Regions from separate parts of the Mus musculus genome. Here region 1 is linked to region 2. A link is a contact called in public Hi-C data. All regions are on one chromosome and are shown on one strand. Each heading gives the region's core, a stretch centred on a gene start, on an enhancer-like site or on the middle of the called end of the contact. The rest is flanking DNA. Distances are from core to core; before and after follow the strand shown.

Region 1 (7,738 bases), core at 2,151-4,650, 330 kb after region 2:
CAAGTTACCATTTATATGTGTGTCTTTTTTTTAATTAAGAGTCATTTTTTAAAGATTTATTTATTATATGTAAGTACACTGTAGCTGTCTTCAGACACTCCAGAAGAGGGCGTCAGATCTCGTTACAGATGGTTGTGAGCCACCATGTGGTTGCTGGGATTTGAACTCTGGACCTTCGGAAGAGCAGTCGGGTGCTCTTACCCACTGAGTCATCTCACCAGCCCTTGTTTTTGTTTTTTTACAAGTAAAATAACTTGTGAGGGTGCATGTATTCAACTCAGGAAGCAGTGTGATGCTTCAAAGTTCAACAAGTTCTTTCATTGCTTTTTCTAGTAGCATCAGTCTAGTTAGGCTACCGAGGTCCCTTCTGCACATTTCCAGTGTTCAGGCAGAGTTCTAGTCCTTCTCCAAGCTACACCTGAGCTTCCATCTAAGGAGTGGTGAGTAGCTGAGAGAATGAGAGAAGTAGGTGCTGGCTGGACAGGAAGAGTGGTGCCCACTCACTTGCTGCTGTCCTGTACATACTAGTTCATGACCGCCTGACATTCAGCACACTTCCATTCCATTGTCTATGTGTGCAATAAAAGAAACCGGGCTTGAAAAGCCCCAGCAGTTTCCCTTCTTTCTGTTCTGATCACTGGATGAGCTCTTAGCTTGATTCAGGCCTTTTCCTCTGTACTGTTCTTCTTTGTGGCTGTGTGTAGATCACAGGTTAGCCTGAGGTATCTTCCTCAGTTGCTTCTCTATCTTACTATTATTTAAAGAGACAGTCTCTCACTGAAATTGGAGCTGAGTGTTTCAACTAGATTGGCTGGCCAGTGAATCCTGGATCCTCCCGTTTCTGCCTTCCTATACTTAGCTTTTCAGTTTGTTTTTTTTTTGTGACAAGGTTTCTCTGTGTAGCCTGGCTGACCTCAACTCAGTGTGTACCAAGATAAAGCCTGACAGGAACTAGCCAGAGCTTGCACCTCTTGATCTGGAAAGTCCCTCTTTAATCCCTCATCTGACCTCAATCTTACCAGGCTTTTGTCACTTATAGTGTGACATGGTTCGTTCAGGAAAACCTACTTTTGTTCTGAACCATCACAAATTTTCTCATGCATACCATGGCCTGCTGAGGCATGCTTTGCTCTACAAAGGGGCATGCATGCTTTTCTCACATGTGGCTGCCTATGTCAGAATTCTGCGTCAGACTTGGTATCTGAATGTAAGCAACCATGGGTTACCGATGACAACCAACAAAAATGATCAACAGCCAGGAAAATGAAGCTGTCCTTCCATGGGCCACTCTGCATTACAGTGTTCTGTCTACCTCATTCCCTGATGTCCTACTGTGAGAGGACATGTCTGTAAGGCCTACCAATAGACTGCTGGAGATGTCACTGAGTTTCCTTATAAACAGGCTCCCACTGAAGAAGGATGTTCAATAATATCCCACTGTACACGCAGGACCTATCTCTGCTGGTACAGGGCCAGCTTACTGCATTGGGTCACCTTCATGACTATTTGACAAAGCACTAGGGGATGTTGAACACCAGGTCAGGGTCACTGCTGGGGGCAAAAAACAGAACAAACCCCACCTTCTGATTTAATTAGATCCACTTTATTTTCAAGATGAATGTGAAGGTAGACTATCTTGCAGTCTTCCACAAGAACCACAGGGCCTATCTTGACATTAACAGGTATAAACAGTGGCCCTGGTCTATGAGAAGATTGTTATGTATTCCCACTGCCTTATTTTAAGCTGAGCAGTTACAGAGTTCCTCAAAGGGGACCTCAGAATTGTGAGACCCTTACTTAGCTACCCTCTTAGAAGTTTGTTAGGCTTCCTAGTTGTCTTACTCTGACCATTTAAAGGGATTTTAAAGGGATCTCATTTTCCAGTTCTGCCACGGAGACTCCTCTGGCACATTTTCAGTACCTTCATACACATTTCCTTTGTGCTACTTCTTAACCACTGCCAGGCAGTTTATGGACCCTTCATTGGTACATAAAACCGAGTAGCCGTATAATTCTAATGAGCCCTTGCTAGTTAGTGATAACACTATACTATGGCTGTTGCTGTACTTCTATAGCAATGTGTGAAGAGTGAATGTATTAGTCAGTGTTCTCTAAAGATTTAATACACACACACACACACACACACACACACACACACACAGCTATGAAGAAGTAAAAGGCACAAAGAACAGGATCTTTCAAATGGCCTGCCAATAGACTGATCGGAGCTCCAGCACACCCAGTTCCCCTGCAGCACTCTCTTAGGTATTCATATACTGGTCCAGACCCATTGCCTGGCAGGTCCTGCTGCCTTCTGTGCCCACACATACTCTTTTCTCTACCCACATCTACCTAGTCTGCTGGGACTCAGACCACCTCTCACGTTTAGGCTAGGTCATCAGAATTGGTGTGTATTGTTAGTATATATAGGGCACAGGAAGGAAAGATCTGATTTAAGAAAATCCATCCTGCTCTAGTTACTTGGGATATTTGCCAGGGACCCAATCACCCTCACTTCTGCCTTTGTTTGCAATACTCACTGCCTTGGGGTATAATCTCAACCTCTTATCTTTGTAACCAGGCCTTTAATTCACTCCCAGGGTCAAGGATAGTAAGGGCAACAACAATGGGAAGAAGAAAAAAAGATAAGGCCAGGGTGCATCCCAGAGTCAAAGCATGCTTGGCACGCTTAAGGCCCTGGTCTCTGCCTTAGCAAATGGGAGGGAGGAGAGAAGCCAAGTATGTGGGAAACAGGGACTGAATGAATTGGGGGTCACCTGAGTAACATAGTGACATTCTGTCTCCAACAATATGAAACAAACCAAAAAAATCAGACCGAGAAAAAGAAACTCCCCAAGAGCCTTTCTGTGAGGGCCCAGGAACAGCGCAGACTCTTCATGGTTGTTGATTCTGGTTTCTCCTCAGATTGCTAAGTATTTTGCCTTTATTTCCACAACTGTCACTCATCATAGGTCTTAAACTTGTCCTGCCCAGCCTCTTATCCACACTGATTCCTATTCCAAATGACAAGTCCCAGTATTCTTATAGAGTGGAAATAACAAGGGTACCCACCTCACATGGTCACTGTGAGGAACAGGGAGCAGACATTGCCTGAAATTTACACCAAATGTTTCAATCTTGGAGAGAAACTGGTTTTTTTGAGACCTGATTAAGCAACCTGGAACTCCTTGAAAATAAAAATATTCCCAGGCCTAAACCATCTTGACATGGACAGAGCACACAATGCATTCACAATGAAGAGCAGCAGTAAACCAGCAGGGCTGGCTTTTGCCCACCAGGGGGCAGTATGTTACCACCTAGCAAGAAGCAGCTCTTACCTATGAGAAGCCAGTAATTCCTCAAGTAGTTCAGCTTGCTCTTCCCTTTGAGTCCAGGGTCAAACTTGAGGTCTGTGCTGGGAGTGATCACACACTCTCCTTTGTCTCCAATGGTGACGCCATCTGTCTGGGGGCCTTCCAGCAAAGGAAGAGTGCTGCCTCGAGGCTGTGGAGATGGGATGCGGTGAGCTGCAGGGCTGGCAGGAGAGGTTTCCCAAGGTCCTAAAGGTTTCCCTAAAGGGACAGTTGTGGCTCACGCAGCTCAACAATCATCATCCATCAAAGCATGACACAAAGATCCTGGGACTGGGCAAGGGACACTCTACTGACATCTTTTCAGATTGTTTGCTTAAGACAGAACTCAAGCAGCCCAGGCTGTTCTTGAACTCTAGACTCTCCTGTTTGCATCTCGCAAGTGCTGGGATTACAGGCATCAACTATCATGTCTGGTCCTGCCATGTCAGGTTTGCATGTTTGGGTACCGAGAACCAGGAAGAACATGCATGATAGAACTCCGAGAAGCTACTATCAGAAATTCTATGAAACCATGTAAGAATCTATATGGTCACAGATGACGCAACTGACAGTGTGGAATAAACTGCTGAGTTGTTAGACACTGATGAGTTGATAGAGTCAGGAGTGGCCTCACTGCTGCAGCAGCCAACCAACTCACCAGGCAGCCAGTATACAACCAGCCAGTCCAGGCACAAGCACATCAGGAGTGTAATGTCCCAGTCACTCGGTGAGAGTGCTCAAAGCAGGCTGGAGAAGCCTGAGGAGGCATGGAGCACTCACAAAAGGATTGAGCAGGGGAAAGGAAGTGAGAGACCAGCAACTGAAGCTCAGAAGAAAGAATAGGGAAGTTTGGGTGATCATGGGAAGCATGTGCTTCTCTGGACCATGCAACCCTGAAAACTAGCAGAGTGGTAGGTAGGCAGGGTGGGACTGGCTGGAAGAAAGCCTGACGGTTAGATCTGAACACAAAGCCATAGGGAGTGAGTCTTTCCTGGCTTCAGGGAGCTGCTTCTGTCAGCATCTGCTTTCAGCAGGATGTGGATTTATAGAAGCCGCTCATGATTCACTCAGCTCTGCACTTCCCCTTCCTAACCAGACGTTTACACAAAACTCAATGTCACTTTTTGCTAGAACAAAAGCAGTCAAGAAACTGCATCTTTAGGTCCCACACTCGACTCACCACGACAGCAACCCCCTCATGCACCATTGAGGGAGAGGCATAGAGGCTGGTGGAATACTTCCCAACATACAGAGTAGGCCTGAGGAAAAAAACCAGAAACATACATCTTAAGTCATTTTATGTCCAAACCCCATACACTGTGGCTTTTAGGATATCAGAAGCATAGACACAAGTGTCAACTGCCACACATGAGCCATGAAACTCTCACAAGGAAACCAGCAAGGTGGCAGGGGTACTGTAGAGTGACAGGGCAGTAGGTCTTCAGGCCCCAGATTTGCCTATCACCTACAGAATGGGAAGCCTCTTTCCCTGCCTGCAAATGGCAGGACTGGACTAGACTGGACTAGACCAGTGCAGCCGAGGAAAGGGCTGCACTGATGACTAGCAGGAGACTCAGCACTTAGCACCTGCTGCCAGTTTCTCAGGTGAGCGAGCCAGCACTCTTTCAGAAGCACTACACTCAGCACTACCATGCTGCTGTGGGCTTTATGAGGACTTCAGGGCTCAGCAAAGGAACAGGTGCTCCATTCCAGATGCTGAGAGCAAAAGGAATGTATCTTGTACAGGGCAGTGCACACCTGTAATCCCAGGACACATAGCACACTGGAGGCCAGCCTAGGCTCACGAGACCCTGCCTCAAATAAAGAAAACAAACAAAGCAAAAAGCAAAATGAGAAAAAAAGAAAGAAACTCCAATCCAAACTGAATGATATTTCTTGGTAATGTGCTCCCACCTGAGATATCACAGAGGGCTGTCTAGTACCAGCATGAAAACAGCGGGAGCTATACCTACAGAGCTACAGTAATTACTACTGTCAAGAGCCTTGGATCAGTCATCTATGAAATTATCCAAAGTTCTTTCTACAAATACCTTCTACCTAAATGGTGTTTCACTATAGACAACAGTTTCACAATATGATTATATTTCAGCTTCTCCACAAATCTATGGAGTAGGAAGATTGAGGCCTAGCTTTTAACAGGTAGAAATGAAGGATACAGCCTGCTGAGTTTTGGTCACATACACTGTGATACTTTTTTTTTCTGATTTTTAAAATGAATATGACATGTATTAAAAATTTTAAATATATAGTCTTGTAATACAGTCTCCCCTCATATTTTGTAGTCAATGTTCAAGAAGTCCAGGTAGGTAGACAATTGTAATCCCATTACTTAGGAAGCTGAGGCCAGCATGAGTTACATAATGGGACTTTCTCTTCAAACCCATAAACATAATACAGAAGCAGAGAGAGAAAGAGAAAGGCAGTGACAGAGAAGTCTGAAGTATAAAGGGGTACTACATGGCTTACATTCTGAGGTTCCGAAATGAGCCAGCGGTTTGTTTGGTTTTTTGGGGGGTGGGGTGGGGGTAATTTGCTTTTCAAGACAGGGTTTCTCTGTAGAGCACTGGCTGTCCTGGAACTCCCTCTGTAAACTAGGCTGTCCTCGAACTCAGAGATCCACCTGCCTCTGTCTATTTTAGCTGGGAATAAAGATGTGCACTACCACCATCCCCCAGCTCAAAACAAGTCTGTGACTCTTGATGTTCTACATGAGCTCAGAGATATCTGCCAATTCCCTGACCCCCCCAGTATAGGGCATATTACACTGTAGCAGTCCCAGAATGCCAAGTTTGTCCTTTGCTGCCTGTTCTGTCCTGTCCTCATCTGTCCCAACTCCTCCAACTCACGTTAGCTTGCTCTTGGCCTCTGTCTCCTTGGGGAATGGATACTTCCACTTGGTGATGCGCCCCACTTCCCCAGACATGAAGGTCAAGTAGCGTAGAGTCTCCACAGCAACGTTGATGTGCACCACCTTTCTCAGGACCTCCCCCTGCCAGACGTAGAAGGCCACCACAGGAGAGGCATAGTTTTGGATCCACAGGACATCCCCAGATTCACTGTCCACAGTTACCACCAGTCCATCGCCATTGGACACAAAGTGGGACATCTCTAAAGACCAAACAAAGCATGTCAGCCACATTCCCACCCAGGGCCTCTTCTCTCGGAGGCTGCACTCGGATCACTGAAGTGGAGGCTTCCAGAACATTCTCAGGTCACAAGAAGTCACTGGTTTGCAATGAACTCTTCAGTTTTAAGACACTGTGATATGCCTGGCTTATAAATGTAAAATAGGCTTCTTTTCCCACCCCCCTGCCTTTTTAAAAAATTACTCTCTCAATAAGTGAGAGTAAATGCTGAGAGGAAAGGAGCGAATGCAGTGCCAATGACGCTAACATTTTATAGCAATCATTGAAAGCCCGGGCACCCAGAGACAGTGTGTGAGGTCCTGAGCCAGAAAGAAGAGTCAGACTTTCAGATACCAGTGTTAAGACAATAAACTTAGGGGCTGGGGAGATGGCTCAGAGGTTAAGAGCACCGACTGCTCTTCTAGAGGTCCTGAGTTCAAATCCCAGCAACCACATGGTGGCTCACAACTGTTTGTAATGAGATCTGACGCCCTCTTCTGGTGTGTCTGAAGACAGCTACAGTGTACTTATTTATAATAATAAATAAAATCTTTGGACTACAGAGAGCAGGGCAGGAGCAAGCAGAGTTGACCAGAGCAAGCAGAGGTCCTAAATTCAATTCCCAGCAACCACATGAAGGCTCACAACCACCTGTACAGCTACAGTGTACTCATATACATAAAATAAATAAATAAATCTTAAAAAAAAAACTTAGTTGCACAGTTATCATCTGAGTTGCAGAATGTGACAGCTACAAGTTATTAGAGTATAAACCATATTTAAATGTGGACTGCCTTTTCTTATCGTGGTACTAGGGATTGGACCCAGGGATTTGAGCATGCTAGGCAAGATTTTTGTTGTTGATTTGTTTTTGAGAGAGTCTCTATGTAGCTCTGGCTGTTTTGGAACTCACTATGTAGACCTAAAACGATTTTTAAGATTCATTTATTGTATGACTATGAGTAAATAGCTGCATGTATGTATTTATGTGTACCACTCTCATGTCTAGTGTCTGCAGAGGCTAGAAGAGGGCATTTGATCTCCTGGAATGGAGTTATAGGCAGTAGTGAGCTGAGCCATCAATGATAGGAACTGAACTCACGTCCTCTGCAAAAGCAACAAGTGCTCTGAGCCATCTCTTCAGCTCCCCAGAGTGGCCCTCTTAATGGAGGTATTGATGCCACATGCTAACGTCCGATTCTATTGCTCACGTGCTGGTAATACATTCCTTCTGTGATA
Region 2 (7,112 bases), core at 1,550-4,049:
GAAAAGTTGAGATTGATTTGAGGAATTTTTAGTGTGGCTGCAGCATGGACTTGGGGTGAGAATACTTTGTTACCTCTTTCACATTTGATTCTTTTTTTTTTTTTTTAAATGATCGGTACATGCGTGTGCCTGGTTTATATTTGTGTATGACAACATGCATGCATGGTACTTGTGGAGTTGAAATGAGGGCCCATCCCCTAGAGTTGGATTTACAAGCAGCTGTGAGCTGACCAATGTGGGTGATGGTAACTGAACCTGGGCTCTCTTCTCTGCAAGAGCAACAAGCACTCTTTACTGCTGAGCTCTCTCTCCAGCCCCTATTTGACTCATCTTAAAACTGATGGGTTATAATATTTGTAAATAGGGTTCTCTAGGATCATGTTTCTGATAGAAAGTCTGTGGTGTGAATACACTTTAAGTAAATGAAGTAAGAGATGTTGATGGTTTGAACTGGGCTAGCGGAGCTAGGGTGAAAGAGAGGCAGAAGGACTGGAGACCTGATCACTCGGTGTCTTCCTTGGGGAACTGATGAGCAGAGGAAATGTGAACAGTGGAGGGAAGCGATGGGTTCAGTTTGGACCTGTAGAATGTGAGGTGCCTGTGGAATGCTCAGGAATGTTGCCTCGGGAGCTTAGAACCAAGACCTGCCTGAGCTGGAATCCTCAGCACACAGGGTAACTGCAGCATGGAAATGTTTGACTTCAGTGGCTGAGGGACAAACAGTGGGAATCGAATTCACAAGAAAGGCATCTGAAGGAAAGGCAGAAAGAGGAAGCTTACTAGCTCAGTCATTGGAGAGGCTAAGTGAGATTACATGGCTGGGATCTAGTAAATAGCTGGTGTTTTTCCCTATTGTTTCTTCACCAGAAAAAAAAAAAAAGATTATTCTATTTCAGGCACTTCAGTAAATTAGGGACTTCTTTGTTTTGTTTGTTTGTTTGAGACAGGGTTTCTCTGTGTAACCCTGGCTGTTCTGGAACTCACTCTGTAGACCAGGCTGGCCTCAAACTCTGAAATCTGCCTGCCTCTGCCTCTACCTTCCAAGTGCTGGGATTAAAGGCGTTCACCATCATTACCCGGCATAAATTAGGGACTTAATCAAGTGAGAATATGAGACTTGAGAGTTTGAAGAAAAACGAGTTAGATACAGTGGCACAGGCCTTTAATTTTAATCCCAGTACTCAGGGGGTAGAGGCAGATAGATCTGTGAGTTTCAGACCAGACTACAAAGAAGTTCCAGGACTACAGAGAAACCCTGTCTCGGAAAACAAAAAAACAAAAAAACAAAAAAAAAAGTTCCAGGACAGTCTAGGTTAGAGACTCTGTCTCAAACAACAAACACCTCGTACACACACACACACACACACACACACACACACACACACGAGAGAGAGAGAGAGAGAGAGAGAGAGAGAGAGAGAGAGAGAGAGAGGACAATAAAGTTAATAGTATGGGTTGAGAGTGGGGATGAAGAAAAAGAATTGCGTAAGACACTCCTTAAGAGATCTGATACTCCAAAGCCACCTCCTAAGGTAAGTGTTTCTAAATGACAACTGAAAATGGCATCAGATTTTTCTGGAATCTGAAATATGTCATTGGAACTGTCTCCAGAGAAAGGGAAGCCACACTAACTGTGGTAGAGTTGGAATCTTAAGACTGGGTGTATGAATTATTGAAACAATGGAGGTTGAAAAAGTTAATCACAATGCTCTTTTGAAAGATCACACAGCCAGTACAATTGTTTTGAGACAATATTTAGTGGCACAGGAAGCACAAAAGTGTAAGCACACCAGAAAACAATATGAAGTTATTTTTTGTCTAACGTTGCATATCTAGGTAGGAAATAGATAAAACTATCTTCAGGGTAGGGCTTTTCTTTCTGTTTTCCTGCACTTTTAAGTTTTCTTTTAAAAACGTGTCTCGCTTTTATAATTCTAAGAGCAAAACTTGTCCAAAAGCAACTCTAGCAGAACTCAGAATGTGGGGACCCACATTCCAGCACTAGCCTAGCCTTTGAAGACGGAGTATCAGGTGTGGCCTCGGAGGTCTGAGACCCAGGGGGATGAGAGAAGTAACAAGACCATCCCCCTGCCTGTAAGCCGAGGCTACTCAGGGTATCGCGCAGCTCAAGTAGCCTGAAAGCATCGAGCCAAACCTTCCCTGCCCAATCCGCGCCAGACACTTTGCCCCAGCAGGGGCCGGACACCTCAGCACCTCGAGGTCGCCAACAACCGACAACCATAGGGCCGAAGGTTTTCTTTTTCTGAGGGCCTCTACAGAAGACGACTTTGCAAGGCGCCAGGCCGGGGTAGCCGCCGAGGGGAACGGCGCCAGCCCGCGCGCCCGCCGAGGGTTCCGCAACTGAGCAGAGGGTTGTGGGCGGAGCCTCAAGCCGGAGCAGTGATTGGAGCAGCCCACACCTTGGCCAGAGAGGCTGAGAGCGCCAGCTAGCGACACTCCGCGGCGGGTACTCAGCGCTCTCTCCGTGATTGGCTAGGCGCGAGAGGACGGGCGCTGTCTCAGTGATTGGCAGGCTCTAGCCAGCCCTCGGAAATCGCCTTGACTTCGCCCATTGGCATCCTGTGAGAGTAGGCGGGATTGGTCCGTCGTGATTAGCTGGCGGATGAGAGTGAGGGCGTTGGGAGAGAGCGGGGAGGAGGAGGCGGGAGTATCTGACTTCCTCCTGGTTATTGGCTGGTAATGAGAGTGGGGGTAGTGCCAAGGCCCAGCGGCTGCATGCGATTGGCAGATGCTGGCATGAGTGACAGGCTGCAAGGCTTGCTGCGCGCCCAGCGGTTTGTTTTTCGGAGCGTTCCTGAGGTGGAGAACAGTGGCCGGTCGGAGCGTCTTCTGGACTTCAGGACTCGCAGGCGGCCCGGTCGAGTGGCGCCGCCGAGGCCGGGTTGGGCCGAGCCTGGGAGCGCCGGGGATGTAGCGGGCCAACCTGCTCATGCCACAGCGCCCGGCCGCGGCCGGAGCCGGAGCCTGGGGAGGCGGCGGGGGCCCCGAGCGCAGCCCACGGCCCCCGCGCGGAGCCAGGCCCGCTGCCGTCCCCGCCGCCCGCTCCCCCGGCATGCAGCCCCGGCTGCGGAGGTGACACTTCTGGGCTGTAGTCGCCACCGCCGCCTCCGCCATCGCCACCATGGGTGAGTACCGCCACCGCCCCGGCCTGTGCCCGCGCTGCTTCGCGACGCCCCGCCCCAGGCTGAGGGGAGGAGGACCCTGGGCCGCCGCCTGACAAGGCATGGACAGTTCGCCGGGCCCGGGGCTGAGGATCGCGGACCGCTCGCCTCTCCGCGGTGCCTCGATCGGGGCGCCGTTCTGGCTACCTCCGGGGGTGCCCTACCGGCCAAACCCACTCGGCAACTCTCTTTCCGGGCATGCGGCCGGCGTATCCCGGGGAGGGGTCTGCGGGACCGAGGCCCGTCGGGCGGCCCACTGCGGTCCCCAGCGAGCTGGCGCGCGAGCTTGAGGGTGGGGGAGCCGGAGCTCAGTGTGGGGCCGGGGCTGGAGCCTGGTGCAGGCCCAGCTGCTGTTGTGTCTTTTCCTTGATTTGCTTTTTTTTTTTTTTTTTTTTCCTGCCTGTGTCATTTCCTTCCCTTTGCTCACACAGGCTGGCCTGTGAGTTCCCGGGGCTTTGCTCTGGAGCTCTGTGCGCTCTCCTGCGCGGGGGAGGGGGACGCGGGGGGAGGGTATGCGGGGCATCCACTGCGACGCTATTCGACGCGGATCCCTGTTAGCAATAGCAGGCTTGAGAAATGCGAGCTGCGCTCCTCGCAGATTACTGGAAGTTAAGAATCCTTGAGCGCTGAGGGTTATAACTCAAACCCTACTTTTGGAAAAACCCGGCTTTTATATTTATCCTGCGCTACCCCTGCAACTATGTAACTTTTTGAAAGAGGCATTCGGTACATAAAAGGATCACTATGAAATCATTTCCTTTTTGTCAGTATTTGTAATTCTCCTGTGAAGATGTAATCTAAGAAAAGTTTTTTTAATGCCTTCTACAAAATATTTGAGCTGTTTTATATATATTTTGCATAATTTTGGTTCTTTATCAAAAAGTCTTGGACTTAGCTAAGGAATGTGTGACATTTTAAATATATTTTGCTTCCCCAGTTGGGGCAGGTATTGTGATGCTCATTTTCCTGGTCTCAATCAGGTTTTGCAAAAATATTTAGTATTATTCTAAGTCAGAAAGGGGTGAAATTTAGTGAAAGTCTCCTTTGCAGAAGTATTCATTGCTTGTGTGAGTGCTCCATAAGATGAAATGCTAATGTTTGTTTTGCCCTAAAGCAAGGTCAAGTCATTTTTGTAGGAGGTTTTGTGGGTGCAGTAGCAAATTGGCCAGATACTCGATTGTGGTGGAACTCCTTACTCTGGCTTTAAGTTAATTGCTTTGTTCTTTATCAGACTGCCCCTCATACAGTATGGGAAGGATTTGTTCATTTGCTGGGTTTTCTATTCCCTTTCCATGCTATATTTCAGATTTTTTTTTCTATAGAACTCTCATCTGAGAGACACCAAAGGAAACTAGTAAGGATTTACATTTCAACATTTATTTATTCACATGTCTAATACAATATATTCCAATAAATGTTTATGGAATGCTTATTATATGGGGCACATATTTCCTTATATATTATTGGGGAACAGAATTCTTTTTATCCTTCCCTGTTTCCCCACATTTACCTACTGCTACAGACTTTAAGCTAGATCTTTGAATTATGGACCTGTATTGTAATAGTCTTATACGCTTTCCTTCTTGCCCGGTGTGTGAGCCTTAAGTCGCAAACGGGAGTATGAGACCCTTGAGGATATACAGACCTCACATGGAACACTTTGGTTGTAAAACCAGTGTGTGAGTATCCAATAATGACGGCAACGTCTCATTATCTAGTATGAAAATAGAGGAGAGCCTGTTTTCAAATTTGAAGATGTTTTCAGCTAGTGTATGAACATGTTTTCGGAAAGGCCTTGCTGGGAGGAAAGAAACTCCGTGGGTAAAGTCCCAAAGGAAAAAGAACAGGGAGCATGGTGTCTTTTTATTTGAGCCCATGTCACTTTTTAAATGTATTTGTGTTTCCAGTGCTGGGCATCAAACCTAAGTCTTGTGAAGGCTAGGCAGGCATCTGTCACTGAGCTCCGTCCCTAGCATTCTCTTAAATACCTTTGCTTTCCTCTCTCTGTCTTTCTCTCACATTTAAAAAATTATTTATTTTTATTTCATCTGCATTGGTGTTTTGCTTGCATGTATACCTGTGTGAGGGTGTGAGCTACAGACAGTTTTGAGCTGCTATGTGTGTGCTGGGAATTGAACCCAAGTTGTCTGGAAGATCACCCTGTATGTCTTCTTAACTTCTAAGCCATCTCTCTAGCTCTTTCTTTCTTCCTTTTTTGTTTTTGTTGTTTGTTGTTGTTCTGAGATAGTCTTCTTGTGTAGTCCTAGCTACCCTGGAACTTGCTGTGTAGACCAGGCTGTTCTTAAATTTATTGTAATTCCTGTTTCCTCAGAACCTAATAAACAAACAAACTCAAACATTTAATAAAGAAGAATCTAATTTCTTAATATTTTCATTACATTTAAACTCCAGGCCAGTGACTAGAGGCTAAAATTAATTTGCATATCTGCTCTGCAGATACTTTAATCCATAGTCATATTTTCCTGAGTGGTTCTATGCTCCAGACTGAAGCCTGTTTGACAACTTGACTTATTAGTAAAAACAGGTCAGATTTTATATTGTCTGTTAGCCTCAGCAAAAGTCTAGTGGATGCTGCAACTTATCCTTGTAAAAAGTGGGAAATCTTTGTTTAGTTTTTTGGCTTTGAAACTGTGTGACTATTGAAAAATTTTTTTTCTTGGACATACTAGAATTTCCTCCAGTAATTATAGTAATGCTGTTAATAATTCCTGGGACTTATTTGTTCTTGTTTATTTGTTCTTTTTCTAAATATAACTTGAAGCTTAGGGGAATGTATTAAAACTGGGTAAGGACTTGGAAATATTACAGGAATCTAGGGAACTGAATACAGGATTAAAAATGGTTGGTTCTGGATTGACAACTTGGTTTGAATTGTAATAATTATAACTTACAGAACTAGGTTTGAGTTTTTATGGTTCCAAGGCTTTTGGGAGAACCTAAGAACAGTCTCAATATGTCTAGACTGTAGTAAGCTCAGCATGATTAACAACTGTTTTGAGAGAATCTTGAATCACAGTTTAATAAATTAACATGCCTATATCATGAGTAGATTTTGATTTTTCTTTCCTTTTTGTTGTTGTTGTTCTCCTCCTCCTCTTCTTCCTCTTCCTCCTCCTCCTCCTCCTTCTTTTTTAGGGTTTATTTTTATGGGGCTGGAGAGATGGCTCAGTGGTTAAGAACACTGACTGCTCTTCCAGAGGTCCTGAGCGCAATTCCCTTACAACCATCTGTAATGGGATTCGATGTCCTCTTCTGTTGTGTCTGAAGACAGTTTTTTTTTTTTTTTAAGATTTATTTTTATTTATATGCATGTGTTTGTGTGAATGTCAAAAGAGAGATCTATCAAAGCTGGAGTTGCAGGAAGTTGTGAGCTGCATGATGAGGGTGAGGGTGCTAGGAGCTGAGCTCAGGTCCTTTAGAAAAGTGGGACAAGCTCTTACCCGCTGAATGACCTCTCCTGCTCCTGATTCTTGTTTTTGAGACAGGATCTCAGGGCATCCATACATGTCTCGTGTAGAATTTTGACGTAGTATTAAATTATTTCTTTTAACGTGTAATGTGTTTTACCTGCAAGTGTGTGTGTGTGTGTGTGTGTGTGTGTGTATGTGTGTGTGTGTGTACATACTACATGTGGGCCTGGAGCCCTCAGTCTGGAAGGGGATGTCAGATCCCATGAAACTAGAATAACATACTGTTGTGAGCTGGCATGTAGGTGCTGGGAATTAAGCCTCTGTTCTCTGGAAGAACAGCCAGAGCTCTTAACTGCTGAGCCATCTCTCCCAGCCCTGACTTTTGATATTTTTTTAAATGACAGTTGTGGGTGGAAAAGACAGTTTAGTGAGTAAGAGTGCTTGCCCAGCAAGCATAAAGACCTGAGTCTGAGTCTGTGGCATCTGCATTAAAAGCTAG

Evidence for each region. A called contact is a pair of places that touch in the nucleus more often than the background predicts.
Region 1: a contact with region 2 is called in a Hi-C map of B cells, with 7 read pairs. The contact joins the enhancer-like site here to the promoter of Map3k3 in region 2. A contact is called at or near these places in 1 of 484 Hi-C or Micro-C datasets (B cells), 3 of 115 datasets of contacts at active chromatin or transcription factors (bone marrow-derived macrophages, effector CD8 T cells and embryonic stem cells) and 1 of 9 other capture datasets (liver).

The regions. Positions count from the first base shown.
Region 1 is chr11:106,415,486-106,423,223 of GRCm38.p6, forward strand. It overlaps Ern1 (endoplasmic reticulum (ER) to nucleus signalling 1), which reads right to left. Exons shown (of 22, transcript NM_023913.2): 8 at 6,221-6,482; 9 at 4,534-4,612; 10 at 3,339-3,504. Among named protein-coding and RNA genes, the nearest start is that of Icam2, 37 kb to the left of the region's middle. Within about 2 kb of position 3,401, at least 87 of the 459 cell types and tissues checked have an H3K27ac peak or open chromatin away from gene starts, as enhancers often do. A contact at or near this core is called in B cells and bone marrow-derived macrophages, where this site is marked.
Region 2 is chr11:106,081,788-106,088,899 of GRCm38.p6, forward strand. It overlaps Map3k3 (mitogen-activated protein kinase kinase kinase 3), which reads left to right and starts at 2,800. Exons shown (of 16, transcript NM_011947.4): 1 at 2,800-3,146. The coding sequence starts at 3,143.